2 separate regions of the Rattus norvegicus genome follow, and region 1 is linked to region 2. Evidence: chromatin contacts called from public Hi-C data. All regions are on one chromosome and are shown on one strand. Each heading gives the region's core, a stretch centred on a gene start, on an enhancer-like site or on the middle of the called end of the contact. The rest is flanking DNA. Distances are from core to core; before and after follow the strand shown. Region 1 holds the start of Gnai1 (G protein subunit alpha i1). Region 2 has its middle 63 kb from the start of Gnai1.

The links. Hi-C and Micro-C count contacts between places; a contact is called where the count stands out from the background.
Region 1: a contact with region 2 is called in a Hi-C map of the A7r5 cell line, with 2.0 times the contacts expected there. The contact joins the promoter of Gnai1 here to the enhancer-like site in region 2. A contact is called at or near these places in 6 of 12 Hi-C or Micro-C datasets (the A7r5 cell line, Schwann cells, frontal cortex and 2 more).

What each region holds. Positions count from the first base shown.
Region 1 is chr4:17,703,589-17,709,401 of GRCr8, forward strand. Gnai1 (G protein subunit alpha i1) reads left to right here and starts at 2,473. Exons shown (of 8, transcript NM_013145.2): 1 at 2,473-2,809. The coding sequence starts at 2,692.
Region 2 is chr4:17,640,575-17,645,886 of GRCr8, forward strand. No RefSeq gene overlaps it. Among named protein-coding and RNA genes, the nearest start is that of Gnai1, 63 kb to the right of the region's middle. Within about 2 kb of position 2,912, at least 2 of the 93 cell types and tissues checked have an H3K27ac peak or open chromatin away from gene starts, as enhancers often do. A contact at or near this core is called in the A7r5 cell line, where this site is marked.

The DNA of each region.
Region 1 (5,813 bases), core at 1,223-3,722, 63 kb after region 2:
TCCTTTACTGTTGAATCCTATTTTGCAAGGTCATGATCAGATGTATTAGTCTGAGTGAAGGTTATCATCTCTGAATTACCAATGCCATCCACTCGTTAGGATGGTAGGTAACTCATTTGTTTTACATCTGATGCAAAGAGCTTTTCCCTTTTCTATCTCTGTTACTTTACTCAGGGGAATGTGGGCACACTTAGCACTCATGGTATCAAGTCCAACTCTTTACCTTAATCGTTATAGTTCTTTTCTAACTTTCATTTTAAACGTTCATTTTCATTCATCACATTCCTTTCAGCAGACTTCATTTCAATCATAAAATAATGGCTGCCTTCTATTCACACTCTGTTAATCTTTTAGTTAGATATTCATATGAACCAAAATAGTCCCTATTCTGGACTGAATGGTGATGTCTCCTCAGTTCTCTTAGGCTGAAGCCCTAACACTCTGTACTGGAAGGGAGGACCTTTGGGAAGTACATAGACAGAGATGGAGTCCTGAAAGTGGGGAGGGGGGCAACGACAGTAGAAGAAAGAATTTTCCTCTTCTCTCATTCCTGGTTCTCTTTCGCCTCCTTCTTCTACTTCTCCACTTAGTAAAGTGGCCATGCACTAGCCAGCAGGAGAACCCTCACTGGAGAGACTTGGATCCATTGGCCTTTTATCTTAGACTCCTCAGACTTGAGAAATAAAGTACATGCCGGTTGTTGAAGCCATGTGATTGCCGTACTTTGCTATGGCAACCAGTTCAGTGTTCCAGTGCACACTTCTTCAGTGGCTTGCCCACCAGCCTCCCTTGAGAGTCCTTCCTACATCCACACCGTCATTTTACAGCCTCTTCGAAGTTTGGTTTCCCTTCTTCTACTCATTTATTTTCTCACTTCCCCGACAAGCTTTTCAAAGGGAAGGTGTAAGCCATGTAATTCTTTGACAATTTCACTTGGTCCAAACATAAGGAGTGCAGCTGTGTTCGCCACTCCTCAGACCTGACTGATTCCCCATCTGGCCTGAACCATGGAGGAAGGGCAGTCAACTGACAGCTGCAAATGGCTCACTCACATTGGGTTGACTGTCACTTTCATGAATTCTGGACTTCCTGATGAACATTTCCAGTGCCAGGAAGTACAAAGGAGGTAGAAGGTGACCAAATATCCTAAAAGTGTGCAGGGTTTTCTTCTGTTTTGAAAGAATCCTAGGAAAGGCTCAGGAAGTTCTTAACACTGCTTATCTTGTGCTCAGCAAGTTTGACTCTAACAAAATGGCAACCTACAAGCTCTGCTTGCACTGAGGGACCCAACCTGCAGCTAAGCTACTGGGCCTGTGTCATCAGCTTAGACAGACCTTCGAACCCAACCCCAGATTTTCAAATGATTCTTTGAAAATCAGATTTTCAAACGGGAGCCAAAGACTAACTGCCTGATTTTTATCTCGCCAAGGAATGTATTTTCTCTCCTAGTACCTTCTTCATCTATTTAGTCAACATTTCTCCTATAATCAGCAGTGCAACTGACAAGAGAGAGCCCAACCTTCAACCTATGCTCCTCCCCTCATGCTGGGTGAAAAGCCATCTAGGCCTTGCCCTGACCTGGAAGGTTCAACAGCTCATCTGCCAGCAAAGAAGCTAAGGTCTGCAAAAAACAGATGCCATGGCTATTGGCACAGGAGTCACAACATGGCCATAAACATGGGTACTCAGCTTGGCGAGAAACTTACATGTGCCCTAAAGGCAGAGTGCAGACTTGCTTGTGTGTTTTATTGCCCTTGCCATTTTAAAAATAATTCTTTGATTCTTCGTCAAACGTTTTTGTCGGGTTACGAAGAAAATCCTTCAAAATGCGTCCCCTTATGAAAAGGAAGGTGAGCATAGATCACAGGGAAAGCCAGAGGAAAAGAAAGAGAAAAGGTAAGGGAGGAAGTGAGTATTGGCAACTCCAAGATTAAGATTCCCGCTTGGCTGATCGCCACTTCGGGTTTCGCTGAGCCCCATTTCTTGCTCATTTCGCTCTATTTCTCACGGTCCTTCACACAAGCCCACACATTTTGCAAACCCTTGCGTGGCTGCAGGCGCCAGGCATGCTCAAATGCCCAGGACTGCTTTTTTTTTTTTTTTTTTTTTTTTCCCCTTGTTCGCAACTTTGGCAAGCGTCCCACCCGCGCCCTTAAGGGACAGGTACCCACGGATCCCAGCAGCGGTCTCCGGAGCGTGGGAGGGGGCTAGTGAGCTCCAGGCTGGGGCTGGAGAAGTCAGCGGACGCACCGGGCACCTCGTGGGGGGGACGTGCAGGAAGCGCCGGGCTCGGCGATCACGCGGGCGCGCAGCGGTCGGAGGGGGCGCTGTCCGACGGCACGTGCGCGGGCGGGCGTGAGCGCGCGCTGGGAGTGGTCGCGGGGCGGGCAGGGGCGGGGCCGCGGCGGCGCGCGGACGCGGAGCTTGCTCGGGCTGTGTGCGGCTGCGGCTCGGCCACGGGCAGCTGCGGCGGCGGCGGCGGTAGCGGAGCCTAGCGGTCGCCGGGACTCGCGGGCGCGGATCGTAGAGCGTCGCGGGCGGGGACGGCCGCCCGAGGCGGCGGCGTATCGGTTAGCAGACCTCGCCTCCAGCTTGCCGGAGCTGAGGACCTAGCGGGGCCGCCTCCGGGCCAGCCTCTCCCCGCTCTGCCAGCCGGCCCCGGCGCCGAGGGCGCGGCGACGCTCGGCCACCATGGGCTGCACACTGAGCGCTGAGGACAAGGCGGCCGTGGAGCGCAGCAAGATGATCGACCGCAACCTCCGGGAGGACGGAGAGAAGGCGGCGCGCGAGGTCAAGCTGCTGCTGCTGGGTGAGCGCGGCCGTGGGGACCGGGCCCGGGTCGGGGGACAGCAAGGAGCGAGCGCGGCATCTCAGCCCTTGCACAACGCAGGAGGCTTCTTGGCCGGGGCGGTGACTGTCGCGCGACCTCACGGGCAGACCAGAGTGTGGCCGGGCGGCGGGACGCGTGGGAACCCTATCTTTGAAGTTGAGCTCTGCCCTCCCTAGATGAGGGACAATTCGGGACCACAAAGCCAAGCACCCTCTCTCCACGGACACCCCGTGGTGAGAGGTGTCATGAGGCGTTCTGCTTTGCCCACGCCTGGAAAGTGCCACGTTGGGTGGCCTCGGGGCTCTCTGTGTGGGGCCTCCGTGGGGTCTCAGTGATCTTGCCTGTCAACTTCATATGGCGACTCAGTGAGTGAAAAAGAGCGCTGAGGTTTTCCCTGCGTAAGGACTTGAGCTGCGCCGGAGGCTGGATTTTGCCTGGGTGGGGGATGGAAACCACCAAAGTTGGCTCACGTTTGCTCCCATAGTAGGAGAGGAAGATGCTTCGCGGGTGAAAAGAGCCCTGACAGGTGCGAAAGGCTCATTCTCCACCACAGGGTCGTCTCTCCACTGCGGTGTTCGCTCCAGTGAGGTTTGACAGGTGCACACCAGGCTTTCTTTATTCATTCTTAAAACACTGTTTTGCTGAAAGCCGACATGGAGGTCTTCCAGTTTTTTGAACGGAGGGGGAAAAAAGGAGTAAATCCGGATTTTGATTGAGTGATATAAGGAAAATATTCACAGGTTATATTATTATTATTATTATTATTATTATTATTATTATTATTATTATTATAGGTCTGTGAGTCGGGGTTTCCTTTTGCTTGTTTTCCTCCCACACTTGAGGTATTTGGGCAGATGATAGATTTCTTACAATCTTCATTTGCACTTCCAGTGATTTGCTTGTGTTCTTCTCACAGTCTGATAAAAAGGAAACATCACTGCACAAATCTGCTTTTTAGTAAGCTCCTGTTTCATTGGTTTAACGGCTGCAGAAAGATGGTGGTTATTTCGTTCTTTCTCCATTACTAGTAGGCTTAGGAGAAGCAAACTTGGCATGACTAAAAGTAATAATGATCTGAGTCATTTTGCAAGCAAACTGTGAAATAACTTTGCATTTTAAAGACCTGGGTGATGTTTTTTTTTTTTTTCACCCATCACAGCCTCCCCCATAAATCTTTCTCTGTAAATTGGATTGACTGAATTTTTATATTAGAAAGATACTGTGTTTTTATGAGGTCAGTGTGTTTTTAGAAGATTAGCTACAGAAGAGACAGGACTTGATACTGAACCAGGTGACTTACAATAAACATAAGATAAAAGGGTTAGACAGTTCTTTTCCTGTGGTTTCAGAGAACCTGCTCAGAAGGTCTTGTGGGTTACAATGCAGTTCTTGGAGCTGCCATCCACCACATTTAAAGCAGTTGTAAAATGACCCCTCCCTGGTAGTGGCAGCTTATCTTTTAATTAGACACCTATGAAAGATTTGAAAAATGGAATTTCGCTTCTGCCAGTTTCAGAATGCATGGCATCTCTTTTATGACTGTTGGCGATTTTTGAAGTTGATAGTTCTTTGTTGTTCCTGGGGAGGGGGTGTGTATCCTGTGTGTTGTAGGATGTCTAGCAATGGAGTTGACCTCCACCCATTAGCTGCTGAGGGCAGCCCAGCGTCTCTCATCTCCTAAAAATGTTGCCAAACGCCCCCTGGAGGCAGAAATGTAACCTCTGCGGAGAACCCCTGTTTTAGATTAATTATTAAATATAGTTGAGTGTGTAACATACAGCTGAAGTTGATTTCTCTTACCATCTGTGGTGAATTAATGAGAGATGAGTTCCAGGAGGAGTTATGATTCTTATTCCTCCAAATCAATGCATTAGAAGGATTCTAAAATTATCAACAGGCAAACAAACGGCAAATGGGTTCCTTTGCATGTTGTTTCTTGCTTGGAGGTTTGGCTTTTCTGGACAACTGTGTTTTCTGTCTAGAATTCCAGTCCATCCTTGTCTTCTTGTCTCTCACTTCTCTGACAGCCCAGTTCCCATTTAAAAGAGAAAAAAAAAAAAAAACCTTGTGTACTTATTTCACAAATCTTAATTCTTGTAATAATGAAAACATTTTTCTCCAAGTCAGACTTAGCAGTGAATTATGACCTTTAGTCCAAGTTTCGATGTTTAAGGCCGTGTGCAATAAACTGTGTGGCATCGTCCACCTAATAATTCATGGCAACTGGTCAACTGAGATGTAAAGTGGTATCCTGGGTAACCCAGCAGTACCACTTAGATTCTTAGGAGGGTGACTTCATCTTCATGTCTTTTGTTCTGTTCCTCAATGATTTATTTAAAAATACTTAGAGCATAGAGCATTTAAAACAGTCTATTGAAAACAGTGCACCCCTTTTCATAAAAGAGCGCATCTCTTTAAACATCTGAAGTGAGAGAATCTTGCATAAGATTTGCAAATAATTAGTAAATATATGGGTGCTGGGTGTGTAGTATTTACTATTTAAATTAGAGGTGTTTCACTGTTGCCTAAGTACATAGACTCAGGCCTAAACCAATGGAGAGGACCAAGTCTTGTCTCCTGACCTGAAGGGCATCAGACTGCACTTTTGTTCACTTAAGTATTTCAGTTTAGTTTCTAGCTTTCAGTATTTGAATCAGTTAAGATGCTTACATGAGCCCTGTGGATATTTAGCACTCTTTCCACTGCGTATGAATAATTATTCCAGAAGAAAGCACCTTTTATTCTTACGTCTTTGAGAATTCATAATTGTAAGAGCAGTAGAATTGCAATTAGGACGTTGTTCCGTTAGACTACCTTGGGCTCCTGTTATTTATCAAATTTCATTTGTTGATGATTTTTCTAAGATAAAAGGTACTAGCTTTAAAAAAAAAAAAGGACGGTTTTCATGAATTCGCTGTTCAGTTTCGATCTCATTTCAAAGCTTTGAGCTTATCATAGCAGACAGTTCTCTGTACTCAACTTC
Region 2 (5,312 bases), core at 1,662-4,161:
AAAAAGGAAAACAATGAAATGAAGCCTGTGGTGTTAGCCGGAAACCCAGAAGCCACAATAAGGCTCTGCCAATGAAAGCTCTTGCTAAACAATACTGGTGGCCTTCGCTTAATCCCTGAGACCCAGTGAAAGGAGGGAACAGACTCTTCAAAGTTGTCCTTTGACAGCCACATGTCATTTGCATTCTCTCTCACACACAACACACACTGATGCACAATAATGGACGATAGGTGATAACTGCCAGAAAAATCAGACGGATGGATGGATGGATGGATGGATGGACAGATGGATGGACAGACAAATGATAGACAATAGACAGATACATAGATATATAGATAGATTCATAGATACATACATACACAGATAGATGCATAGACAGAAAATAAAACATTAGTTTTATTAACTATAGATAAGACTTCAGGCTGAGATTTCAGATTCATTGGGTATTCTAGAAGATACTCTAAGAATAAGGTGGGCTCCTTCTCTTTCCATCAACCCTCATCTGACTGTCTGTCTGTCCATCTGTCCATCTATCTATCTATCTATCTATCTATCTATCTATCTATCTATCTATCTATCTGTGTGTTTAAAAATATACATATGTGTGTATTTATATATGAGCCTTGATAATGTGTTTAGGGTAATGTGTGATAAGGGTTAAAGGCACACCCCCTGGCACAGTTTGCTCAGAGCCAGGGCCAGACCAGAAAGGGCATTATCTGCATAGCAAGAGATGGGTGCAACGTGCACATGGGACTCTGCAGGCTTCTTTCCGTTTTCTACTCCAGCACCTCCTGTGGGTCTTTAGAGCACAGTCACAAGGCACACACACACACACGCACACACACACACACACACACACACACACGCACACACACATACACACACACACACACACACACACACTAATCAGTTTGGAAAACTGTAACAAAATATTGTAATGTCTGGGTTGAGTGACCCAGAGGTGAGAGGTAAGTTTCTCCCAGTGTGGGAGGCTGAATAAGACTGGTATATTGAGGGACTTAGTCCTGACAGAACTGGTTTTTTGCTATGTCATAGCACGGTATGTTCTCTTTCCTTGTTTGTGTCCATCAAGAGAAAAATTCATGGGGTTACCAATTTCACTGGATTGCAATTCCACATTCAAACCTCAGCTAACATTAATTACCTCTCTAAATAGGTATGTGGACTTATTTATTAATAGTTCTTAATTTGATATTGTAGTAAACTGCAAAATTAGCTTACATTGTATTTGTACTAAAAAGGAACTTTTTAATAAGAAGGAATAATGAAATACCTGACATACACATAAATAGGACAGATGGAAAGGGAGGGCCCCTCCCCATGAACTGTGTGCACTAAACCTCAAGTTAAATATTGGCACTAATGAAACATGATCCACTGAAGCAAACAGAACCACAAGAACAAATCTCCATAGAGAATTCTCTTAAGCTGGATAGTTTATGACAAAAGTTCATTCCTCTCCACTGAAATCTCTGCCCTCAGGTTTTTCCTCCCATCTTAGCTTGCCCTGACTGATGTCCCCCCCAGCGCATTCGTGTTGGTGTTCTAGGCTCTATCCTCAAACCTGAGCAGTTCTCATAATGGCTACAAGTGAAGCAGGGTCACCAACACATCAATGTGAGCCCTGCTTGCTTCTCCCCTTTTCTTATCCAGCAGGACCCAAAACTTAATCATATTTAATTGTTTTCTTCCAAATTCCCAAACTTCTCCATCCATACCAGCTTAATTATCTCAGAATTCATGGGCCTGAATTATTGCTACCTTTCCCTTCTCCCTGGCCTAAATCATTCAATGATTTATTCTGTTTTTCAACAGTATGCATTTAAGTTCTATTATGCATTAGCTGGAGGCTGACAGTTTCTGATCTCACATACATGCAGTGTATTGGAAGGTAAATGAACAGGTTGAGTAAATAATTCACTGGGCATGATGTGTACATACTTGTAATTCCATCTCCTCAGGTCCTCAGAATGACCACAAGCCAAAGATCTGCCTGGGTTACATAGAGAGTTAAGTGCTAGCCTGAAAAACTTAGTAAGACCATGTCTTGGAATAAAATTAATTATATATGGCTAGATAAATAGGGCATTGGCTTGATACCACAGGAAATGTTTAATTGACTTTAAATACAGTGTGATTGTGAGTAGAAAAGACTGTAAGAGTTATGAGGAGATATAACAAAATTATAATTCTAATTCAGTGTTCAGAAATAAGAATTAATTAATTAATTAATTAATTGCTGTATAAACATGAAGCCTGGGTACAGATCATCAGAATCCATATAAAAGGCATGGCAGTGTATGTCTGTAATCTCAGAGATGGCAAGATGGTGGGAACACCAAAAGCATGAAAACCAGCCAACCTGTCCTATTTGGGAAAGTTCAAGGCCAAGGAGACTCCTCACTTCTAAGACAAAGTAGAATTTGGCTTAAAATCTGACTGCCACAAACTTACAGTGCCTGTGAATGAATGAATAACCACACAGGAATGCATCGCAACTACACACACACACACACACACACACACACACACACACACACACAAAACTTAAAGGAGCATCAGATCTTAATATATACTATATATGTATGTACTATATATATATAATACATATATACACACACACATATATATGTATTTCTTCTCATCAAAAGACCCTTGCCCTGTAAAGGCAAGGACTGTATTTTGTTCAGCTTTGCTTCTACAATGATTTGGACACAAGACATAGATATGTATTTGGTTCTGATTTTATTCTCTGTTCTGTTTGAGTTGCTATTCAATGGATTTTGCATTATCCTGTTTCTCTTTCATGTGCTTTTCCTGAAGAAGCTGACAAGATGTTTCCGAGTGAGCGGTGCCAGGTGTCGACTCATTCGTGGAGTCACCATGGATACACATTCTGCTCTTTAATTTTGTGAGTCAGGAATCTTAATCATAGCAGTTAGTCTAGTGAAGGCCAGATTTTGGACTGTACTCCCCATGATCAGTTTCACCAATATATATATATATATATATATATATATACACACACACACACACACAAACACACACACACACACACACACACATACTCACATGCACAAGAACTCTGAGAAGTCTAAAGAGTGGTCTAAACAAATAAGAAAGACAACAAAGAAATACAAGTAACAAAATACTACAACCAATCTGAATCGTTCCACTTCAGCCTCAGGCAAACTCTCCAGAAAAAAAGCAAAAACCAGCCACATTCTTCACTAAAACACCGCAAGAACAATCTCCAGGCAACATACCAAAATCTTTCTCCTCTGAAACCTCTTGAGCTTCACAGTTCAAATCAGCCACTGTCCTTCCATGCATCTACTAGAATGGCCCACGAAGCCCCACTAAAGCCTTCCACTGCTTTAGAAAGTCCCCAATCCACATTCTTCCTAACAAAAATATGGTCACGTCTATCACAGTAATATCCAAATCCCTGGTATCAACTTCAGATTCTCCTTGCTGTAAAGAGACATCATGTTCAAGGCAACTATTGTTAAGGGACACCGTTTAATTGGGGCTGGCCTCCAGTTTCAGATGTTCAGTCCATTCTCCTCATGGCATGAAACCTCCAAGCAGGCACAGAGCTGAAGGAGCCAAGAGTTTAGTCATCAGCCAAAGACAGCAAAGAGAGGACTATCTCCTGCAGGTAGCCAGGGGGAGGATCCCTTTCCACTGGGAGGCACATGAACATAGGATCTCAAAGCCCAGCCCCACAGTGATGAACTTCCTCTAACAAGGCTATACCCACTTGGGCAAGACCACACCTCCTAACAGTGCCACTTCCCAAGGGTGAAGCATACTCAAACTACCACAGTGTATTTGCTATTTGGGGGAAAAGAACACGAGTAGGGATGACAGAAGGTATAGATTTAGTGTGTTTAAAATCAAACAGACCATGGTTTCAGTCTAACTATAGTTCTTAAGGCCTTCTTTATCTAAAAACCAGGAATCACTAAGTCTACAAGTAGGGTCATTATGAAAATTTAGTGATTCAACTTATGAAAATTTCCTGAGGGCCTATTGGTTTTATCCCATGAGACACAAAGTAAATATTCTCATTCTTTTATCTTTGTTACATAATCTGCATTCTTTTGTCCTAATTCCCCTCTAGACATATGACTTCCCAGAAGAAATAACATTTTACCTTCCTCCTTTTTTTTTTTAGAATCATCGAAATAACAGATCCTAAGGACCCTGTGTTGCAAAGTAAATACTTCTTCCTTTATTCAAAATCAATTGTGAATAAGTGGCCAACAGACTGCCCACTTTACATTTAAGTTATTAAAATATATAGATGCTGTTTGACTGGGAACAATGGGTACAACTGAAAATTCTTAGACTCCTTTCTCCTAAACAGGCAGAATTTTAGAATAGGTTGTTACAGATGTATAAAGTCAAGAACCTGGCCCAATGTGAATACCCTATAATATCCAATCTTATAAGGAAGTTGAGTGGACCATGGTGTCCAAGCATCTGGTCAAATTCTATTTCCATGTGTTTCTGTGAGGTTGCTTCTAGATATGATTGAACCACCAAACTGAGTAAAGATTTTGTGTGTGAGTAGGCCATATGCCACCAGCCAAGGGCCTGGTGGAATAAATGGACTGACAGTTCTTTGACACCTACTTGCATTCAGATGCAAGTGCTGATCCTAGACTGCCACTTTGCCAACTTCAGACCACAAACAACTTGTTAGCCTCCATAAAATACAAGCTAATATCATTCATATGTATGTATATGCATACATGTATAGGCATATATATTTCATATTTGTATGGAGATAGATGATGGATGGATGGGTGGGTGGATGGATGGATGGATGGATGGGTGGATGGGTAGGTGGATGGATGAATGGATGGATGGATAGATGGATGGATGGATGGATGGGTGGATGGGTGGGTGGGTGGGTGGATAGACTGAAGATAGGTATATATGCACTGCAGTTTTGATTTCTGAACTCTGAAGAACCCTGAATTATACAATCAGGTAACTTGGAGAAACCAAGAGAATGAAAGATGTTCGTAAGGCCTTCCTCAAAGGCACAGCTGTTGAGCAGGATTGTTGTAGATTAGCTTCAACACTGACTATCTCAAGCAATGCCAGTAGGTATCTGGATGAACATGTGATACAAGCATTTATGTAGAATCCTTGATTGGCCTTTGAATATGTAGTAGGGCACACAGGTAATCAAATTTCAGAGTTATTTGTTGCAGGAACAACTAATGCATCCTGGCCATCTCCCTGACAACCCAGTAGTTACATGATGTCTTTTT